7 separate regions of the Mus musculus genome follow, and all the other regions are linked to region 1. Evidence: chromatin contacts called from public HiCAR-type and promoter capture Hi-C data. All regions are on one chromosome and are shown on one strand. Each heading gives the region's core, a stretch centred on a gene start, on an enhancer-like site or on the middle of the called end of the contact. The rest is flanking DNA. Distances are from core to core; before and after follow the strand shown.

Region 1 (3,163 bases), core at 418-2,917:
AGTAATAGTAATTTTAAAAAGAATACTTACTGTTTTTTATGTTGGCATCCTCTGCAGCAAATATTGTGCTGGGATCCCTGATTCTAAAATCAAGGTGGTACTGCAGGCTGGAAGAGATGCCCGTCTGCCTCCCGAGTGCTGGGATAAACGCCTGCACCGGCATTGCTTTGCTTACTGTGCTCTTTTTTCTCCGAGTCCCCATAATTTATCCTGGCTCTCTAGCATTTTGAGTTGCTAAGGCAGGAGGATGAAGAGTATTAAACTAGTGTGGGACCACAAAAGGGCATCCTTGAATACAGCCTGAGTCTGGGACCAGCCTGCCTCCATCTGAGGCTTAAAAGCCATCTTATTAAGTACAAAATACACTCAATCCTCTTTATGATTAAACCTGCTTCTCAAGGAATTGGGCTATGCCCCACCTAAAACCTTAACTTCAAATGGTTCTGCATGGCCTGTTACAGGGATGGCAGTCTTGTCTTTGTTCCAAAAAGTTGTTTATAACCATCTTGCAACCCCACCTTTGTTTCAAAAGGAAGACCTTGTTCTGCCCATCTTGCAATCATGTCTTTGAGGAGGTCATTTGGACTAACGGGTATGCTTATGTTCTGCCTCTGTAACCCCACCAAGTCCCCATTTAGAAACCCCCTACCCCTGAACTCTAAAAAGCCTTGTCGTCCTCAATCCGAGGCTGACTTTTCGAGCTCCGCCTTAGGGACCCGTTTACACGAATTAAAATGTTTGCTTTAACCAACTGTTTGCTTTGAGTTGGCCACTATGATTTGGGTCTTTCTCCTCTAATCTTTGGTATTGACAACTGTCTCAAAGGGAAGGGGTATAAAAAAAAAAGAAATTACTAAAAAGAAGCGAATCATCTAAAAGAGTACTTTAAAAATTCATCTTTTGAGGATGAGAAATGAATAACTTTGAGTTTTGGGGGTGGCATTGGGAGTGGTCAGCATAAAGATGCACATATTTCTTGACTGGGGAACCATGCAGGGACTGGTGGCAGGCTGGGTGAGGGGACAAAGCAACGAGCAAGAGCGGTTGGAGAAGCGTAGGCATCGGGCAGGTAGGACTGGGAGGGGAGGAACCCATGTCTGAGAAAGGAAAGAGAAGGAGTGGAATTAGGAAAGGGCTAAGCTTGGAGGCGACCGGCGGGTGCTGGGATGCAGAGGGGTGGGGCTGATATACTCACCGGTGATCGGTAGCCGCCATGGTAAAGTCGGCTGAATTCTGACTCACCCCTGGGGAGGAACCCGAGAAAAAGGCTGATGAGGATGGGGTTACCGAGGGGGCGCGGGAGCCGCAGCTGCAAGAGGTTGGGTCGGGACCCAGCTACTGGGATGGGGTGGGGGTCTTTGGGGTCGGGGTGCGCATCGTGGGAAGGGGAAAGTGTGGAGAACGGGTTACGGAGAGGCCTGGTGAGGAGGCGTGAGGGGTCGGGCAAGGGCTGGAAAACGAAGCGCGGCGCGCTCCTCACCCACCTCCTGAACCCTAAGGTCCGGGGCACCCGGAGTGGGGTGGGCTTAAACTCGGAAGGGTCCAGGGTTGGGGTTAAACGGCTGCTTCAGGGAACTAGAAACCGACGACGGAGACCACCAACCGCCCCACGTCAGGCTGCGCACGCACCAAGTTAAAGCGGTTCCGCCCCTGCTTCCCATAGGCCGCTGTGAGGGGTCATGGCTGCGCGCGCAGCTCTCGTCGTTAACTCCACCCGTCGCTCAGGCCTCGCGACCGCGTGGCCACGCCTCCCTGTCGTTCATCGTTCTCATCAGCCAATGGGCTTGGAGAAGGTAGGTCACGCTGGGTTTCCGAGCGTCCAAGGGGCGCTCTGCACCCGCCTTCTCTGGCCCTTGTAGAGAAGCCGTAGCTTCCGGAAGCAGTTTCGCGGTGGCTGCCGGGATCGTGGTGATGTGGCCCCCCCGCTTCCCCCCTCCCCGCCCCGGGATGTCGGAAGAAACCAGGCAGAGCAAATTGGCTGCGGCCAAGAAAAAGGTAAAGCGCTCCGGGTCGCGGCCCCTTGACCCCACCCGAGCTCCTCCAACGGCAGGACCCATGACCAGAGTCCGAGTCTTTCCCGAGACACACGGGTAGAAGAACCCCTCAGCGCCCTGGGCTCCCCCAGTGAAGTCTTCTCAGCCAGCCCCGCCCCCTCAGCAACCCAGCCCCCGCCCTCTCAGTCGCCCCTAGGTGACTTTGGTCAGTGACACAGGGTCTCTTAGCCCCCGGCTCCGGACGCTCCAATCCAGACCTCCCAGGGCACCTGTCTCCAAGGTCCTCGGTCCTGGCCCTGTAGGCGACTCGGGCGTTGGTAGTATGGAGTGGAATGTAGTTACGTCACAGTCCCCCCTCGAAACTGTCATTACTACTCCGAGTCTGGTTTGGATTGCTCCACCTGCTCACCTAATGTTGTTGCCCCTTTTCCCGTTTCTCTGGTGGAGAACCCATTTCCACCTGGAAGGGAGCCCAAGTGTGGAATCTAGTGCGGAGACGCTGTAGGCGCCCGCATTCCCTTAACTTAGCATTAGTGTGAGCACAACACTGTCAGCACCCCTTGCTGACATGGATTGGTTTGGTTTGGATTTGGTTGTCTGCTCTCTAGAGAGACTGTAATCTCTCTGGAGCAAAACGCATGTTATAGTGTTGATCAGTGTCTTGGGGAACTGAACTTAACTTAAAATTCAGCCAGAATGTCTTTTCCAACTGGGGTGGTGAGAAGCACGGGATGCGGGTGAGGCATCTCACGGGAAACATCACTTTCCCATGCTTCTTTTGAGAGAAAAAAACCATAAAAGTCTGGTTTGGCATTTTCATAGATTTGTAGAGACTTCTCTCTGCGATGACAAGGGCTGTGCCCTTTCTGTTCCCATGTTCACTAAAGCCGTGGCTTCACGGTTTCTGCCCTTCTGTCATGTTGTAAACTTAGGAAGCAGGTTTAGGAAGTACTGCGGTGTACCTTTAGTATGTGTTGCTAAAACGGCCCCAGTGGAGTTAGGAGTGGAGCTGAGTTGTTAGGGTGTTTGTTTAGTATATACAAGGGCCTGTTCAGTACTCAGCGTAGTTTGCAAGAGTGGTGGCCTACCATGTATGAGGCTCTGGCTTGGATCCTGCAATGGCATTAGCTGGGCAGAGCAATGCATGCCTCTAATTTCCAAGACTGGAG
Region 2 (3,279 bases), core at 273-2,772, 2.1 Mb before region 1:
GCCCTGGCAGTCCCAGACCTTGCTCTGTAGACCAGACTGGCACTGAACTCTCAGAGATCCACCTGCCTCTGCCTCCTGAGTGCTGGGATGAAAGGCGTGTGCCACCACTGCTCAGCTCAAGTGGCCTTCTGGTCTCCAGAACCACACTGGTGTTTGTACACAAGCACCATAAAGAAATGCTAAACACAACCCAAACCATCCAAGTGCTGAGCCTCAGCACAGACCATGGGCAAAACCCTGAGTCCACTCTCTAGCACCAAGGGTGAGAAAAAGTGAGTCTGCAGCTGCCTTTGAGAGCTCCTTCCAGGCAGCCAGGCAGGTGACAAGGAGCAGGACAAAGCCATGGCCACCCCTGCTGGTCCTCCCCACTCCCCAGAGACTCTCACTTGGTATCTTGGCCCTCCTCATCGAACACCACAATCTCATCCACACAGAAGATGGTGCAGGCTCTGGCGATCTGGCCAGCCAGGTAGGTGCGGAGCTCAGGTGACTGGGCATTGTCCAGGATGGAGCCTGGCAGGGCCACACTCAGAGTGTAAGGCCGTCCTAGCAGGGACAGGGGATGTTCCTGTCAGCCTGACAGGCTGTGGACCTTCCCTCCCTTGCATGTCCCCATGGCTCAGAGATTCAACTTACCTCACGACCCAGCTGCTTACCTTGGTTGCTCCTCTGGGCCGCCGCCTCTTCCTCCTCTTCCTGGCGTTTAGCCTCTTCCTCTTGGGCACGCTGCCGCTCCAGTTTCTTCATTATCTTGAGGTCCTTCCACTTCTTTTTCTCCTCTTTTTCTGGAGAATTATTGGAGGGAAAGGACTTGACATGGGGAGGAGAGTTCCTTCTCGCTGGGCTAGCCTAGGCTCTGGAGAGGCTGCCACCACTCACTTGGATACACTGAGACCCAAAGAGGGCTCGTCGGGCCATTAGCTGGTTTGTGGAAAGGGAGGGCTCAGTGCGCTTGCCCAACCCGGCCTCAGCTTTTTACTTACTCTGCTGTTTCCATTTTCGCCATTCAACCCTTTGGCCATGTTCACCCTGCAAGTAAGGAGGAAGATTGAGAGGCTGACCGGTCACACATAGGAGGGGCGCATCCCATCGGGCCTCCCGCCATCTGACTCTCTCAAACCAGGGTAGAAGTACACAGGGACTCGCCGTGCACAAAGCCTGGGATCAGATCCGGGAAGCTGAGGAATGAATCCCCATTGGGCAAAAGAAGAAACCGAGACAAGGGGAAGACAGGTATGGCCATAAAGTCGCCCTAGGAATCAGAAAATAAGCCAGGAGAGGACTCAAGACACCGTCGCCCCGCGAATGAATGTAGATCGGACCAGCTAACTCTGCAAGCTCAGGCTACGGGAGAGGGGCGAGGGGAGAGGAGAGAGCAGAAGACCCGGGCCGACACCACTGTGACACGCTGCAGATTCCAGGCCTAGCCCGGAACCCATCGGTCCGCACATACCGGACCACACGGACGCTTCCTCGGGCGCTCCGCCATGTTTCCAGGCCCACCGCGCGCCTGCCAGTTAGCCTCGCCTCTTCCGGCCACACCTCCGCGGAGCTGCCCAATCAGAGGCCCAGCGGAGAGTGGGGCGTGTCCTGGGTGCCAGGCTGAGGCGGAGCTCAGAAACGCCACGTGCGAGTGCGGAGGCTGCTGCGTTGGTACCCTGTCTCCAGGGCAACGAGTTCGCAGCACTACGCTGTCCGAACCCAGTAAGGCTCATGTGCCGCCCTTTCCATTGTTAGGTACCCTGGTGATATTTAGCTTCCATGTTTTATGTAAGGGCACCCTATTGGAAATTACAAAAGACTACCTTTATCCAGTTCATTTGCACTTTCTTTTTATTTATCCATTCAGTTTCCTGGGACTCCAGCTAAGGCCCGACGCGTGCTAAATTTAGTGCTCCACCAGTGAGCTATATTCCCAGCCTCGTCCAGACTTTATTCTTTTGGTTTTTTAAAAAGATTTATTTATTATTATACATAAGTACACTGTAGCTGTCTTCAGACGTGCCAGAAGAGGGCATCAGATCTCATTACGGATGGTTGTGAGCCACCATGTGGTTGCTGGGATTTGAACTCAGGACCTTTGGAAGAGCAATTGGTGCTCTTACCCGCTGAGCCATCTTGCCAGCCCCAGACTTTATTCTTTATCAGTTTAATTCATTTGTTTGCATGTAGTACTTTAAATTTTTTAAAAAAGAAATTGATACAGGGTCTTACTATGTAGCTTGGACTGACCTCAAACTCAATCTTCCATCAACCACCTGAGTGCTGTGATTGATTGATTGATTGATTTTTGGCAGCCCTGGATCAAATCCAAGGTCTCCAGCATGCAAATCACTGATCAACATTCTGTGTCTACTTTAAAATCATTTTAAGTAAAGAATGAGAAGATAGGACTGAAAGAAGTCCCTGCAGAAGACTTTTAGCTGCTGCTATAATAGCAGCCATTGTATCTGGCATGAATTCCAGAGGGATTGTACCTAGGGTTTGAAGAAGCCTTTTGTAAAGTTATTGATTGTTGTCTGAGGTTTTATGGGGTTGCTCTTCCAAGGATTCTCAGAGCCTTTGCATAACTTAGTCCTGAGACATACCTGACAAACCAGGATGTCTCCTGGGACTTGCTTAGGTATGCCTGGGAATGTAGGTTATGCCTGAGTATTGCTTAGGTAGGGTTCCTTCAGAGAAGCCTAGATAAGGTAGCAGGTTTTGGTATACAGAAATTGACTTGCTACAAGTACCTTTTGTGTAACAGTAAGGAGGGTCTGCAAAATGGTAAATATGTGAAGTTCAATGCCTGAGAGGATGAGCCCCTGCTGCTGAGAAGCCTAACAGGTCCTGCAGTGTCTCCTTTTCTTTGCTCTCCTGTATAACCCAGAACACCAACAGGTTCCTCCCCAAAAAACTTTTCTGCCTGATAGTTTTATATTAACTTTTTGTTGTTGTTTTTGAAACAGGCCTTAATATATAGCCCTGGCTGTCCTGGAACTTACTATGTAAACCAGGATGCCCTCAAACTCAGAGATCCTCCTGCGTGTGCCGAGCAAGTGCTGGGATTAAAGACTTGTGCCACCACGCCCACCCGGCTTGTATTAACATTTTACAATGATCCGATACTTTGTTACAGTTGAGGAACAATCCTGACACATTATTACCGCCAACTACAGTTTACATCACTCTTTTAGTCATACTTTCTTTTTGTCTGTTTTGCTTGCTTTGGTTTGTTTTTTTGAGATAATGTCCATCCTCCTGCCTTATCCTCCCAGGAGCTGAAATTACAGGTGT
Region 3 (3,007 bases), core at 412-2,911, 2.2 Mb before region 1:
TGGGTGGATCCCTCCTGTCATGTACCACACTGCCACACATGCACCCTGTAGCTTAGCAGTCCTATTCTACAGATGGAAAGACCGAGGCAGAAGGTCACCTGCTCACATTCTAACTACGAGGAAACAGTAATGTGACATGACTTTCCCGCAGAAATCTCTTTTAATTTCTGCCATGGATGTTCAGTACAGACAGCAAGAGGGCACTTAAAACACAGGGCTGAAGTACATTGGTCATTTGTCACCTCAGACAATTGATTCTTCTCCAACATTTCAAAAATTACAAATCAACCCTGCATCACAAGCCAGTCCCTAATATGTTCCCTGCGGTTATTTCTTCTCACTTGATTTCCTTGCCACCCACTCTGCCTCCTTCATTCAGACCCAAGCGGGTTCTCTTGCCACCACAGGATCTTTGCGCCTGCTGCTGAATGCTGAGCCCCCAGAAAGCTGTAATGACTTTCTACCTCACTCATCTCTGCTCAGACAGAAACCTCATTAGAGACCTTCCCTGACCATTCTATACAGAGGTCCCAGTCTCTGCTTCGTGACACCTATTACTATCAAACATGTTGTACGTTTATTTACTGAATAAGGCAAAGCACATCGACCCTTCATACCTAACAAGAACCTCTTGGTCAAAGCATAGCTTCTGTGACCCCCCTTTCAATGCTATCTCCACCGGTCACTCTAACTTGAAGCCTGTAGAGAACCATTCTGTCAGAAACATCATTGAGTTAGCTTTTCCCAGGCATTAGGCACCACTACCCCCAACCCTCTGCTCCCCCTCCCGTCTCTGTCATACACACAAGGCACAAGCAAACCCGGGGAAGCTTTGACTGGTTAAAGAGCAGCTAAATCTACCCAGAGCTAGCCAGAGCGGTCAGTTTTAGTTTCACCTCACCTATGGGAGCCATTGATCTTCAGCAAGCCCACCCGCTCTTTTCCGACCCTGTTGCACTATCTTGTACCTTGGCATCGCATTTTGGGAGCTGATCCAGGAGCCAAGCCATCCCTAAGCTTTTAAGTAGCACGGCTTCGGGGGTTGGGAGAAGACCTAAACTCATCCAACAGGTAGGAGGGGCAGAGGCTGGCCTCCTAAGCCCTACGTTGAGCCCCCATTTTGCAAGGGCGAGCGTCGTTCTCATTCTAGAGAGAGCTCAATTTTCAAGGCAAAATCCTCAGACCTGGGTGGCAGGCGACGAGCGCCATCCCACCACTAGCCTGTGGTGGACCTCTGCAAGGAGTCGCAGCGACAATGCTTAGACCCTGAGACAGGGTGAAGAAAAGGATGCAGGTACGTCTCTTGGCTCGGCATTTAGGACGTACCCTAGGAGGGGGCGGCCCTCAACGGGGAGACAGGATGCTTCGCAGGCTTACAAGCGGAGGCTGCGGCCCGGGGGAATCGGCGGCCAAAGCGCCGCAGGAGGTCGGATCCGGTCCGGGTCCGGGTCGGCGGGGCGGGGCGGGGCAGGGCGGGAATGCTGCGACCGGAGCCCCGGACGGAGGCCGTTCCCTTGCCCTCGGGCCGCCGGCTGCTTGGCTCCGGGCCCAGCCCCTCCCCCCGATCCTGTTCCGAAGGCTTGGAGAGCCTGTGGCTGCGGGTGTGCTGTCAACAAAGCGTCACTTCCGGGCCGCCCCTTAGCAGCAGAGGAGGGGTTCTCTCGTCTTGTCCCGCCGCGAACGTGGGCGGAGGCGGCTGAAGGTTCCGGGTTCTCTGGGCTGCTCCTGCCCAAGCTGAGGCCCCAGTCTCCACGTTAGCTTCCAGGGTTCCTTCTAGCGAGGGGCTAACTCGCAGGAGCAGGTTCAGGACAGGATTGACTCCATCTTACCTAGTTAGTGCTGACTCACCCGGTGCCCAACCCGACGTCTTTTGGGCGGTCTCTAAGCAGCCACCACATTGCCCCTCAAAATGTGCTCCTCCTTCTTTCCTTCACGAAAAGGGCCATTCACCCAGGAGCTGTCAGATAGCAGGAGTGAGGCTGTTCTTGGCCACTGCGTTTTCTTCTAGTCACCAAGGATCTCTTAACAGTTGTTTCTCTCTTCCTCCAATAGTGCCCTACTGTCCATCATTTTATCTTTCAAAAATATTATTTTAATTATGTACATAAGTGTATATGTGCTTATGCACGTGACGGCAGCTGCCTGCTGAGGACAATAGCCCCGGAGCCCATGAAGCTGAAGTTACAGGTAGTTGTAAGCCCCACAAACGTAGGAACCGAACAAGCTCTCTGGTCTATACTTCCTTTTCATTTTAAGATTTTTTTCCCATTTATTTATATGTGTGCATGCATATGCACATGTGCAGGAGATCAGAGCACTGTTGGCTGGAGAGGGTTCTCTACACCAGCCACGTTGGTTTCAGGGATCAAATTCAGTCCTCACCATGCTTGTACCAAGCACCCTTACATGCTGGGCCATCTCACTGGCCCCATCACCATTTCTTCTCTTGATTTCTACCATAGCCTCCGAACACAAATCCCTTCGTTCCTTCTGCAGTCTCACAATCAGGGCATCCAGACTTTTCATCTACCTTCTCTCCTTACCCAGTCCCTCAGTAAATTGTTTCCTTCTGGTCTCCTGTCCAGAACGTTCACAGTTGAAATCAGTGTGGGCTCTTTGCATCTCTGTCATTCTAAGCTCAAACAATCAGGCAGTAGGCTTAAACATTTTTCTTACTGCCCTCCACATCTGGTAAACTAACAACACTTTTTGCTTAAGGAATGCCCTGGAGTGAGGTTAGAGAGAAAGAAGGGAGGGGATGTGGAGGCTCAAACCCAGGTCCTGTGGCAGACAGGAATTCTATCATTGAGCGCGCGCACACACACACACAAAATACTATACATACACCTTAATCTTAGCACTCAGGAAGCAGAGATAGGCAGATTCCGTTAGTTTAAGCTAGTTCCATGACAGCCAAAACTACACAAAATAACCATGTCTCTAAAACAAAAAACAAAACAAGAAAAGGAGAAAAAATAAAAGAAAAGAGAAAGTAGATACCTTAAGT
Region 4 (3,010 bases), core at 73-2,572, 2.1 Mb before region 1:
AAATCCCAGCAACCATATGGTGGCTCACAACCATCTGTAATGCAATCTGATGCCTTCTTCTGAAGACAGCTACAGTGTACTTAGATATAATAATAAATAAATCTTAAAAAAAAAAGTTTTCAGCACAGGAACTGACTGCCAGGTTGTCTGTTGCTCTCACAGAAACATAGGGTGGAAACAGTGTCCTGTTGGCTGTGAGACCCTGAGCTCCCTACTAGGTCGACTACACAGGAGATCCAAAAATTAGTGCTAAGGCTCCCAGGAAGCAGAGGGAGAGACCTGGTGTCTTCAAACCCTCCTGCGGGTGGGAGGGGAGTGAACATCTGTGGGAATCCTTTTCCAAACTCTGTGCCTCACCCATTGGTAAACAGAACTGGTGTGTATAAAACGGTGAACCCACCAGCGGGGCCACCTGGTGTCTACCATTGTGGTCACATTTGTTCATAGATGATACTCCAGGTCTATGGAGGACTGTAAGCCTTGGAGTCCACCTACGCGGGACAGCCCTGTTCTCTTTCGTTCACCCTCTCTTTCAGCCTCTTTCAGCCCCATTTTTCCTGCAGGTCATGTGGCATGTCTGTGATATGCCTGGTAGAACATGGGTTTTGCACATCTGACCATAGCAGGCTTCAGTAGGACTGAAGGCTATTCTTTCTGTCCCATTAACTTAAAAAATATTATTATTATTATTATTATTATTATTATTATTTTAACCTAAGTTATCTTGGAAGTTGTCCCACATTAGTACATGAATCCAATTGCCGTGCAGCCCGGGAACCGACAGAACCCAGAAGGACCCACAGAGACTATTGGCGCTAGCTCTGCAGGCAATTCTCCGTTAGCGCAGTCTGCATCTTCTTGGCCAGGACTACCTTGGGAGAGTGGACGTGGGTGCAGAGAGAACTAGTCTAACTGGTTCTGTGACTGAGTGTAGAGCTGCCAAGACCGCGTGTGCAAGTTTTTCTCAGGGGATAGATCCTTCTTTCAGAGAAGCTACACATCACATACAAACAGGAGCACATGGATCAAAGAGCTACAGCACTCGCAAACCTTAGCTAACTTCAACACACGATCTAGATGAAACCCCGCACGGCAACCAGGAACTGACCTGCTTCAGCAAACAATAGCGCTGCTCTGTCCAATAACCCGCGACCCCAAACGTATTCCCAAGGTTGCAGAAGTCTGTTCCTTTAAAGAGGCCGAGCCCTAGATGGGCTACTTCCGCCCAGATGCAGCTTAGCTCAAGAGAACTGTCAGAAGCAGTGCGAAGCTCTGTGTGCCCTTTAAAGACTGGGCGACAGCCTAGGATCCCCAAGCATTTGCGCTCGGTGACATCACTTCCGGGGCGGAGACCTAAGAAGCGGTACAAACAAAACAAGGAGCCAAAGACCCACGGCGCGACTGGCTGTGGGTAGCCAGACCCAGGACTAGGGCTGCCTGCGTGGCGGCCGAGAACAGCGGGCCTTGGTGAGTGGGTCGAGTATGGAAAGGGACGCGCTGTCACCTCCCTGAATCCAATGACGCGGGCCCGACCTCCGCTCGCACCTCTCACCCGAGTTTCCGCCGCGGTCCCTGCAGATCCACGCCCCTCCGCGCACGTGCACCTTCCCAGAGGTTCCACCCGGGCTCCCCTAGTACTTGGTGCCGAACTCTTTCCTTGAACCCCTCCCTCTTTCTGATCTGCGGGACTATTCCCTGGTCTTTGGAATCTCAGGCTGGAAAAGACCGATTCTCCTATTGGTTTAGCCCGTCGCATGTATGCATTGGGCAGGAGTGACAGATCTAGGGAGGTGAGGTTGGAAGAGCTGGAGGTCAGCAATGACGCGTCCAGGCTGAAGGAACACAGCTTGGGAAGCCAGGGGACAATGAAATTGGAAGCTAAATTGAGAAGGAAAGAATGGAGGACCTGAAAGTTTCAAAGACCTTCTGCCTTGGAAAGGTGGCAGCAAAACCTTCAACCCCTGCTGACTGTTCTGCTCTCTGGAGCACACAGACTAGCAGACAGCGCAGGAGGAAGGGCAGGAGGTCTGCTTCTTGTGCTGGGGACGGAGGATAAGGAGGATAAGAGTATGTTCCGAGGCTTGGGACAGTGGAAGTGACCTGGCCACACAGTTGGTGAAGGTTAGGTTCCCCTGTGGCAGTCCAGGGGAAGCAGGGACTGGAGGCTAGTGTTGTGAGGAGATACTGGGGTGGCTTGACTCCCTGCTTTCCCAGTTCCATAGCTTGTTTGGGTTTTGGGTGTTGACTCTGGACCTTCTTGTCTCCCAGGGTCTGTAGAGGACAAGGCAGGAGACCAAGAGACGTTTGTGACCCACCACCTCCCCAGTGGTTTTCGTCTGCTGAGGACACCTGCTACAGAGCAGTTTCGTTACACTTCAGTGGCCTTTGTAGAGAGTGGGGGCTTCTGGGATTGCCCTGTGAATCAGGAATCCGGGCAGGTGGCTGGGTTTTTGACTTGCTGCTTGAAGGAGCTTCAAGGGAGGAAGCAAAAATGATTGCAGGTTTTGTGGGGGGACCGCAGAGGAACCTAGGTGGGATACATATACTAACCTCTTTGCCATCCCTGGGCTCTTTCACCTGCCCTGTCTTTATGGTTGGCCTTGGACTGGGACTTATGTTGGGAAATGTGTCCTTGGCCTCCTCAGCACTGCAGTCTGAGAGGAGACAGACATCAGGAATAGAAGCTGAGGGTTGAGCATTGTTAGGACAGCCCCATGGTAGTCCAGAGGAGAAGGTACCCACATGGACGATGTTGCCTGAGGTACACTTCCGGAAGTGGGATCCTGGAGGAGCAGGCGAGCCTGCAGCCTCAGTTCTGGCTCTTTAACCATGAACAAGTAGTGGCTCAGTTTCAGCCAGGTGTCTGGATCCCGGCTGAGGAGACAGTGCAGAGGTGGCCTGGACAGCGTCTGCACCTTTCTGGCTCTAGGTGCTTTACTGCTAGACACCCGTGTTGGCTTCTGTGTTCTTGTATTGACCTCCTGGCACAAATTGACCCCACCCCCAGGTG
Region 5 (2,966 bases), core at 351-2,850, 2.2 Mb before region 1:
GGACACAGTGTACTCTAACATGGTCACGCTTCTTGCTTTCCACGGCAAGGGCTTCCACGTCCCAGGGCACGGAGAAGGGCCTGGAACACAGAGCAGATCAGGGCATAAGACCATAGGCCCACAAGGCTCAAGACAAGACTGCAGGCACCACTGGGGCTTGGGTTGGAGGCAGACTGGTCAACAGCAGTCTTCGTTTGTGAGTTCTTCAAGACTTTACTTGACCTGTCTCTACTTACCCATTTTGGCCTAACCTGGGACCACTCTCCCTTTTCCTCAAGGATTCTCCAGCCCCTTCCAACACCTCAAACAAATGTGCTGACCCCAGCTCCAGAGTCGGCCAGTGCTCACGCTTGATCTGGTCTTCTCAAATGCCACTCAACATCCATTTTTCCAACAGTTCCTCAGCCCTGCTCTGTCGGTAACATGACACACCGATGTGGCATTACAGTACATTGTCTACATACATGGCTTACTGTAATCCTTGCAACCACCGGGAAAGCAGCTATCTCCAGGTTCCCTGCTGATGAATCCCTAACACACCAGTTGGTCAGCATCAGGCCTCCGTTATCTCATTATTTGTATGTTTTTGGGTTACACTAGAAAACCATAGCAGGGCAGTGGTGAGAGAGGCCTTTAATTCCAGCAATCTCTGAGTTCAAGGCCAGCCTAGTTTCCAGAGCAAGTTTCAAGACATCCAGGGCACACAGTGAAACTCATGTCTCACAAAAACAAAAGCAAACAAACAAACAAAAGAACAACAACAAAGGAACATAGAAAACCGTTCAAGCTAGCCCTCAAGGTATCTGACCATTTCAAACACCAATAATGTCAAGTTGAAATGCCTAAAAACTGCTATTCACAAAAAAAAAAAAAAAAAAAAAAACTTCCAAAAATGGCTCAGCTGGTAAGGGCACTTAGCCAAGCATGACACCCTGAGTTGGATTCCCAGGCCCCTCGTGGTGCAAAGAAATAACAACCTTGTGTAAAGTTCTCCTCTGACCTCCACAGGCGCTGTGACACGTGCACGATCCACCATGTAAATTAACTACATGTCATTTAACGACAGCATGGGACCCCTAAGAGTTCTGTTGTCCTGGTTTGCTTTTGTTGTTGTTTGTTTTCGTTGGTTGGTTTCTTTCTCCTCAGAGACCGAAAAAAAGGCTAACGCGAAAGCATCTGTGAGTTTTTTCATTAAAACATGAAAACACGCGGACCAGTGGTGGCGCACGCCTTTCGTCCCAGCACTTGGGAGGCAGAGGCAGGCGGATCTCTGAGTTCCAGGACAGCTAGGGATGGATACTCAGAGAAACCCTGTCTCGAAAAAACAAAAACAAAAAAGCCGTGAAAACACAACGCTGCGCCAGGCCTTCCCGCCCGCGCTGCCATAGCGGGCCCGCGCCCTCACCGTCTCCCCGCGGATCCCCTGGACGCTCCTCCACTGCGAGGGCACGGACGCCACGCCCAGGGTCTCATCCTGAAGAGGCGCAGGCCGCCCTCGCCGTTCGGCGCCGCCAGCCCCGCCAGCAGCCAGGGCAGCAGCTCCAGCGCTTCCAACGCGCCGAAAAGGCCTGGGCGACGCGCACATTGCCATGGCGACGGTCCCGCCCTCTCGCGCCTGCGCCCTGGAACGTGACCTTAGCGGGTTCGCCCCCCACAAACGGAAGTCCGACGAGAGGAAGTGAAGCTGTGGGCGCCGTTTTTGAACTGGTTACAGCATCGTCTTTAAGGCCCAGAAGAAAAATAATGAAAATGTTTATCAGCCAATACAACAAAACCGCAGCGATTTGGGATTGCCCTATGCCCAGAGGCCATTTGGGGGTCCGGAACAGCTCTTCGTGGTATAAGGAAAAGAGCGGAAGTGAGGCGTGGGCTCCAGGTTCAAAGATGGCGCTGAGCGGCCGGGCGCAGAGGCAGGACCGCCGCAGGCCTAGTGGGCCATGCTGGTCCGGAGAACCGGCCGGGCTGGAAGCAGCCGACTACTCCAGAACTGTACTTTGCGCCATTTGAGTTGGCATCATTTCCAATGAATGGAATGAAATAGATCATACACAGATCGAACGTGGGATTGAATGGATGGGAGGCCTAATAATAAATTTACATAAACAATAAAATAAAATGCTTGTTAAATTAAAATTCGAGACTAACCACAGGAGAAGTTGATCTCAATGATAGATGGCCCCAGGTTCAGTCCTCAACACACACGAAATGTTAACTACAAGTTAGTGCGTGCCTATAGTGTGTCAAGCCAAGCACCCAAAGGCTTATGTTTGTTTGGGTTTTTTTGTTTGTTTCTTTTGTTTTTCGAGACAGGGTTTGTCGGTATAGCCCTGGCTGTCCTGGAACTCACTTTGTAGATCAGGCTGGCCTTGAACTCAGAAATCCGCCTGCCTCTGCCTCCCGAGTGCTGGGATTAATTAAACGCGTGCGCCACCACTGCCGGCAGAGGCTTAGAAATGAGTGTTTATCTTATTAAATCCTTAGCCTTCCGTGTGCTTGCTTGTTAGTTAGCTGGTTTGCTTTTTGAAGTGCTGGGGTTGAACCCCGGGCTTTCTGCATGCCAGCTCCTATGTTCTACCAATGAACTACCCCTATAGCTCAATTGTTATTACTCCTGTGCCTCTTACAGTCAGATATGGAATCGTCCAAAGTCACCCAGTAAGATCTTACAGGTGGCTTGCCTGATCCCCCAAACCAAGCCTGGAGCCTCTAGACAACCATCTGCTAGTTTAGGCCTCTGGGTCTATTTCCTCTTTTCTGAGACTAGGAAGCCTGCCGTGGTCCTGTTCTCAGTGCACCACCCAGGGACAGGATGCCCCTCAGCAGAGCAGCCAAGGCCAGGAAGGCCGATTAGATTAGCAGCACTGGGAGGGATAATAAAAAGCCATAGAAAAGTCTTCCTAACAAGGACTGCTTTGCAAACATCACCAAGGATTCCAAAAATCATACTCAGAGCTCAAAGATTAAGA
Region 6 (2,968 bases), core at 54-2,553, 2.4 Mb before region 1:
GATAGTCAAATCATGAGCCTATGGCGGCCATTCTCATTCAGGTAACTATAGCATCTCAGCCACTCTCACCCAAGTCCAAAATTCCAGAGATTGGCGCTGGAGAGAGTTCACTGGTTAACTACTGGTTGTGCGAGGGGAAGCATCCATCCAGGACACAGAGGAAAGAACCTTGACTTTATCAAGGTGGGCTGGAGAAATGCAGCTAAGGTGCTGACCACATTTGTGGTCACATCCACCAGCAACAGTCCAGCTCCTTTGACATTCGATTCCTCTGGTCTTAGAAGGCACCTACGGTAATCACATGCACATTTTCATACATGTTGAAAATAAATATACCTTTTCCTGAGAGCCAGGGTCCTACCATATAGCTCTGGGTGGCTCAGAACTCATGTAGACCAGCCTTGTCTTCAACTCAGATCCCCTGCCTCTGCCTCTCATGTGCCAAGACTGAAGGCATGCACCACCATGCCTTGGCTCCTACACAATTTCTCAATAAAAAAAAAAAAAAGTTGTCAAATGTAGACCACCACATGCATGTGTGGGTATGTAATTTCGATTCTATTTTCTGAACTAGTGTAAGCTGTGCACCACAGTGTTGAGCTGTAGAACTGTTTGGATTGGGGTCCATTCCTGGGAAGTTTTTTTCCTAGCTAGGCCTTTTCCTGGCTGTCCTGGAACTTACTCTGTAGACCAGGCTGGCCTGGAACTCAAGAGATCTGCTTGCCTCTGCCTCCTGAGTGCTGGGATTTAAGTTATGTAACGCTTCACCCAGATCATTCTTGGGGGACTCTTGTATTAACGTTTGTAAAATATTTTATTAGAAGTCCAAAGATTTTTTTTTTAGTAAAAAAAGTATGTATGTATGTATGTATGTATGTATGTATGTATGTATGTATGATGTGCGTGCGTAGAGTAAAAGTCCACAAAGAGGGCAATGGAACCGTCTGAGTTGGAGTTTCTGTTGTGAGCTATCATGGGGTGTTGGAAAATGAACCAGGCTCCACCACAAGGACAGTAAGGACTGTTAACGCCCGAACAGAAAAAATACTGCTTGTTCTCTTGAGGTTCTTATCCACCTCAAACCGCTGTCACGGACTCATGAGCAGTAGATGGGTCAAAAACCGCAGAGCATCACCCTGGCAATTGTGACTGCGAGAAATTACATTGAGATTCAGATCCACGTAGGCTCGCTAGTTTAGCCTCAATCCCGCATTCTTGCTCTGGCCAGGGGGCGGCGCTCACTAGTGGGCGGGGCGCTGCTGACGGACAGGTTCTGCGACCGTTACGGAGAGGCTGCGCCGGATGTGGGGCGGACACCCCGGAAGCGGAAGGCGGCGCCACCTCGGCGGCGGATTCGAGGGTTTGTTGTCAGTCGTGTCAGCTGGTGACATGCCATGCCGTCCGATGGTCGCTGCTGGGAAACTCTGAGGGCGCTCCGCAACACCAGCAAAGGCCGCCTGCGCTACGACCGCGAGTGGCTGCTGCGCTACGAGGTGAGCGGCGGCCCGCGGCCCGCGTTTAGCAGGCTCCCTAGTGACCGCGGTGGAGGACCGGGAGTGGGAACGGGACGGGACGGGCTGCGATCCTTTTTTTTTTTATCTTCTGTATTAACTTATTTGCTTGGGCCTTCAGCTGTTAAGCATCACATGTAATAATGTCTTATACTTACCAATGGACATACAAATAGGGTTAACCGTGCCGGGCATAGTGGCGCACGCCTTTAATCCCAGCACTTGGGAGGCAGAGGCAGGCAGATTTCTGAGTTCGAGACCAGCCTGGTCTACAGAGTGAGTTCCAGGACAGCCAGGGATGCCCAGAGAAACCCTGCCTCGAAAAACCAAAAAGAGAAAACAACAACAAGAAGAACAAAAACAAATAAATAGGCTTAACCTTCTTCTCTTTAGGATGTTTTGGAAGAATGCATGTCTCTTCCCAAACTGTCTTCTTACTCTGGATGGGTGGTAGATCACATCCTACCCAACACCTCAGGCCACACGCAAGAGAGTGCTCCTTCTTCTGATAATTCACCATCCTCTGGATCTGCATCTGGCTTGTACCAATCCTCACTACTAAAATCTCCTGTCAGAAGTAGCCCACAATCCCCGTCACCCTCATCACCAAATGGAACCCAGGTAAGGCTTAATTTGCTTAAGACAAAAGACTTGTTGGCTGCAAGGTTGAAATGTTTAGTCACATGACAGTGACTTGGGGGAGACGATTTGTTTCCCATATCATCGTATCATCCACTGTTGGTATGCGTGTATGCGCATGTGTGTGGAGGCCAGAAATCAACTTTAGGTCTTGAGTCTCAGAGGCCTCATCTTGGGTTGTGAGGCAAGTGTCCCTCATTGGCCTGGAGCTCATCAATTAGGATTAACTGGCCAGTAGTCCCAGAAATCATCCTGTCTCTTCTTCTCTAGTGCTGGAACTCTTTTTTTTTTTTTTTTTAAGATTTATTTATTTATTATATGTAAGTACACTGTAGCTGTCCTCAGACACTCCAGAAGAGGGAGTCAGATCTCATTATGGATGGTTGTGAGCCACCATGTGGTTGCTGGGATTTGAACTCCTGACCTTCGGAAGAGCAGTCGGGTGCTCTTACCCACTGAGCCATCTCACCAGCCCTAGTGCTGGAACTCTTAAGTGCATGCCACCATGCCATTTTTATAAGGATCATTAGAGTCAAACCTTAGGCCTTCCCTGCTTGTACTTTACCCATTAATCTATCTCCCCAGCACAGAAGAAACACCAGTTTATTAAAGAGAAGCAGTGTAACACCAGGTGTGGTGGTGCACACCTTTAAGTGCAGCACTTGGAAGGCAGAGGCAGGTGGGGTCCTGTGAATTCAAGACCATCCTGGTCTACAGAGCAACTTCTAGGCCAGCCAGGGCTACATAATGAAACTCTGTCTTTAAAACAAACAAACAAACAAAGAAACGAAAGTTTTGTGCTTCTTAGCCTTTTGGGG
Region 7 (2,940 bases), core at 354-2,853, 2.2 Mb before region 1:
GCTCTAGCCCTTTTACTTTTAGACACTTAGACACTGTAGCCCAGGCTAGCCTCTGCCTCAGCCTAAGTCCTTGTTTTGTTTGTGGAATTTCTTTGCTACTGTGTGCCAGGACCTCACAGGGCTATCAGGAATCATTCCTGGTGAAGGCATCACCTGAGTTTTAGCAAATGTTAGTCACAGTTTATAGCTCTCCTTTTTGTCAGACCGTTCCCTCTTTAAGAAGCCTGTCCACAGTTGCCTGTGTTGGAGGTCTCTAGGCTTGGGAGCTGTGTGGGTTAGAGGTCCTTAGAGGTTGTCGCCAGATTTAAGCTTACCAATTGCAACAGATGAGTGCAATTAATTCACCGACTTGAGCATAAGGTGCACCACCAGGAAGGCCTAGCTGAATTTCCTGGAGTTGAGATGGAAACTTGGAGGAGCACATTTGTATTCTCTCACCATGGACTGTATATATATATATATATATATATATATATATATATATATATATATATATATATATATATGATGTATTTTACATTTATTGTCTACCCACCATGAATGACTTGACTTAAAGCCACATTGCTTTATGTATAAGAGCTGATAATAAAACGGGAATACTGAGAGTATGGATAGTTCAAGCTCTAGTGGTAGAGGAACCAGGTAGAGAGCTTTCTGGATTTCCAGGACCACGTGTTGGGATCCAGGTAGACAGAGAACTATCTTTTCAAGTCCTGAAAAACAGTGTTTAACCATTAAATCCCTCCGACATAGTGCTTAAGGACTTTTTAATAATCTAAAGCTGTTTTTGTTTGTTTGTTTGTTTGTTTTACTGTTTTAGCCTTTGACTTTTAAACATTTCCCCATTTGTCATCACCAAAAATGTGCTTCCCTCACCACTGAGATCAGGACACCTGTACGAAGTTGAGCAGAAGGACCTGTGGCAGAAAGGTCCTTCCTACAGTCAGAGAACTTTCCTGTGGTTCTTTTGAGTGTGAATATGTAACAGATTTTTAAAAATTCAGAACCGAGGGCAGAGGCTTGAATTGGCCCATGCATAAACCCGGTCCCGCGTGTAAACTGGATAGAGGAACTGCTTGCGTGTGGCTCTGCACAGCAGCCTAGAGTTTGAGTCCCCAGCTTCTCCATCTAGAAAAAAATGAAGGTGCCCGGGTGCAGAACTCAGGCGCCTGATTGTAGCCAGGGTACTCCTAAGGCCTGTACTTTTGAGGGGCTGCGCGCGCCCCCTCTCCAGAGCCCCCAGCCGCCCCGCTAAGGGAAGCCACTGAGCCACCACGTGATGGAGTATTGGGGAACGGAGGCCCCGCCTCTCAAGTCACCGCGCGGCGCGCAAATGTCCCGGGTCGGCTGGAGAAGGGGAGAGCGGGGGAGGGGAGCACCGCGCGGGGGCAGGACCATGCGTCGCTGAGCCGCTTCCTCCCGCCTCTCGTCCAGGCCCCAGTGTCCCCACCGCCGCCGCCGCCACCCGCCACGGCCCCGCCCCCTGCCCCGCGGCCGCGGCCAATCGCTGTACGGCGCGAGCCTCTCCGGCCGGGGGCGGGACTTGCGCAGGCCCGGCGCGCCTGCGCTCTGCGGCCTGCCCCTCGCCGGGAAGAGGAGGAGGTGGTGGTGGAGGAGGTGGAGGAGGAGGAGGAGGCGGCTCAGGGCAATCCAGAAGCGAGCCGGAGCGCGGGGCGCGAGTCGAGGAGCCCAGCCGAGCCGCCGCCGCCTCCCCGCCTTCAGCGAGAGCCCCGGCCGGGGGCTCGCCACAACGCGCCCGGGCCTGCCTCCGCGTCAGGCCCCGCGGGCAGTGCCAGGCAGCCAGGGGGAGGGCAGGCAAGTGAGCGCCGGGAGGAGGCGGCCGGAGCGAGCGGGCGCCGCGCGTGTGGCGTGAGGGGAAGCCGCTGGCCGCCCCCTTGGCCGTCCCTTCGCTCCCCCTCCCCGCTCCCCGCCCCGATCGCGGAGGGCACCATGTCTGCGCCGACGGCCAAAGCCAGTAAAAAGGAGCTCAACTCCAATCACGACGGGGCCGACGAGACCTCAGGTGAGGACCGGGCGCGGCGGGGGCCCGGCCGCGCCGCCATCTTTCGGCCCGGACCGCGGGGCTGCGGGGGGCGCGCGGGGGCCGGAGAGCCGGCGCCTTTTTTGTGTGCGGCCCGGGACCGGGGGGCCGGGGTGGCGCCGTGGCGGTGAGCGGTGCGGCCGAGGCGGGGGCGCTGCGGCCTGCGCGGCGGGCGGAGACCCCCCCTTCCCCCCGCCCGCGCTCTCCTCCCCCTCCCTCCCTCCCGAGAAGCCTCTCTTTATTGTGCTCCGCCATGATGCCTCGCTCCCATCAGCCGCCACCGCCGCCACATGGTGCGGCCGGACGCAGCCTTGCGGCCGGGCCTCTAGTGCCGCCCTGCTTCCCGCCCTGAGCCGGCGCTACCGCGGAACCGGGAACCGGGGTTTGGGGCGGGGTAGGGGCGCGGAGCCGGCGGGAGGATGCTCCAGGCTGCGCGGGTTGCGCACCCCACGTGGGGCAGCCACACTCGGGCGCGCCGGGGGTGCGAGGAATCTGGCCCCGAGGCCGTATGATGCAGGGGCTTCAGGGGCCTTTAGGACGCCTAGCCCTCGCCTGGAGGGTCGTTTCGAGCCCAGGACAGCTGCAGAGCCCGGGCTGGTTACCGGAAATGAGACGCGCGATCGGGCCCCTTCACGCCCACTTGGCTTTGTAAAAGCCTTCACAACCCTCGGACAAAAGGGCACGAAATAGGAGCACACCCCCTCTCCTTTTTATGGCTCCAAGTTTTTGAGTAGGGTTTTCCCACGAAGTGTCCTGAAATACTGCACGGCCGTATATGATGACCAATCTCATCAAGAATGGGTTGAAGGAGTAAGGTCAGGTTTACATTCTAAGTCTGAGAAGACGACTCCGGGAAGTTTGGTGACTAACTGGTCTTTGTCGGTGTATATTGATAATCA

The links. Promoter capture Hi-C pulls out the DNA fragments that hold promoters and counts their contacts. HiCAR-type assays count read pairs that join an accessible place to other places.
Region 2: a promoter capture Hi-C map of liver shows a contact between it and region 1, with 5 times the contacts expected there. The contact joins the promoter of Spout1 here to the promoter of Swi5 in region 1. A contact is called at or near these places in 1 of 39 promoter capture datasets (liver), 1 of 484 Hi-C or Micro-C datasets (B cells) and 1 of 9 other capture datasets (adipose tissue).
Region 3: a promoter capture Hi-C map of liver shows a contact between it and region 1, with 4 times the contacts expected there. The contact joins the promoter of Zer1 here to the promoter of Swi5 in region 1. A contact is called at or near these places in 4 of 39 promoter capture datasets (hippocampal neurons, liver and pre-B cells).
Region 4: a contact with region 1 is called in a promoter capture Hi-C map of liver, with 4 times the contacts expected there. The contact joins the promoter of Kyat1 here to the promoter of Swi5 in region 1. A contact is called at or near these places in 4 of 39 promoter capture datasets (cranial neural crest, liver and maxillary cranial neural crest).
Region 5: a HiCAR-type map of astrocytes shows a contact between it and region 1, with 6 times the contacts expected there. The contact joins the promoter of Wdr34 here to the promoter of Swi5 in region 1.
Region 6: a contact with region 1 is called in a promoter capture Hi-C map of liver, with 5 times the contacts expected there. The contact joins the promoter of Gle1 here to the promoter of Swi5 in region 1. A contact is called at or near these places in 1 of 39 promoter capture datasets (liver), 1 of 484 Hi-C or Micro-C datasets (B cells) and 1 of 115 datasets of contacts at active chromatin or transcription factors (astrocytes).
Region 7: a promoter capture Hi-C map of liver shows a contact between it and region 1, with 6 times the contacts expected there. The contact joins the promoter of Set here to the promoter of Swi5 in region 1. A contact is called at or near these places in 2 of 39 promoter capture datasets (liver and pre-B cells) and 1 of 115 datasets of contacts at active chromatin or transcription factors (embryonic forebrain).

Annotation. Positions count from the first base shown.
Region 1 is chr2:32,286,402-32,289,564 of GRCm38.p6, forward strand. It overlaps Swi5 (SWI5 recombination repair homolog (yeast)), which reads right to left and starts at 1,668. Exons shown (of 5, transcript NM_175190.5): 1 at 1,485-1,668; 2 at 1,196-1,244. Golga2 (golgi autoantigen, golgin subfamily a, 2) reads left to right here and starts at 1,925. Exons shown (of 26, transcript NM_001080968.2): 1 at 1,925-1,995. The coding sequence starts at 1,948.
Region 2 is chr2:30,176,937-30,180,215 of GRCm38.p6, forward strand. It overlaps Spout1 (SPOUT domain containing methyltransferase 1), which reads right to left and starts at 1,523. Exons shown (of 12, transcript NM_172660.4): 1 at 1,454-1,523; 2 at 984-1,029; 3 at 657-785; 4 at 387-546. The coding sequence starts at 1,489.
Region 3 is chr2:30,122,950-30,125,956 of GRCm38.p6, forward strand. Zer1 (zyg-11 related, cell cycle regulator) reads right to left here and starts at 1,662. Exons shown (of 16, transcript NM_001290503.1): 1 at 1,327-1,662.
Region 4 is chr2:30,204,525-30,207,534 of GRCm38.p6, forward strand. It overlaps Kyat1 (kynurenine aminotransferase 1), which reads right to left and starts at 1,323. Exons shown (of 13, transcript NM_001356474.1): 1 at 1,109-1,323. It overlaps Gm31201 (a long non-coding RNA gene), which reads left to right and starts at 1,325. Exons shown (of 2, transcript XR_374214.4): 1 at 1,325-1,467.
Region 5 is chr2:30,047,279-30,050,244 of GRCm38.p6, forward strand. Wdr34 (WD repeat domain 34) reads right to left here and starts at 1,601. Exons shown (of 9, transcript NM_001008498.2): 1 at 1,406-1,601. The coding sequence starts at 1,591.
Region 6 is chr2:29,934,106-29,937,073 of GRCm38.p6, forward strand. It overlaps Gle1 (GLE1 RNA export mediator (yeast)), which reads left to right and starts at 1,304. Exons shown (of 16, transcript NM_028923.3): 1 at 1,304-1,493; 2 at 1,905-2,132. The coding sequence starts at 1,395.
Region 7 is chr2:30,064,871-30,067,810 of GRCm38.p6, forward strand. It overlaps Set (SET nuclear oncogene), which reads left to right and starts at 1,604. Exons shown (of 8, transcript NM_001204875.1): 1 at 1,604-2,023. The coding sequence starts at 1,951.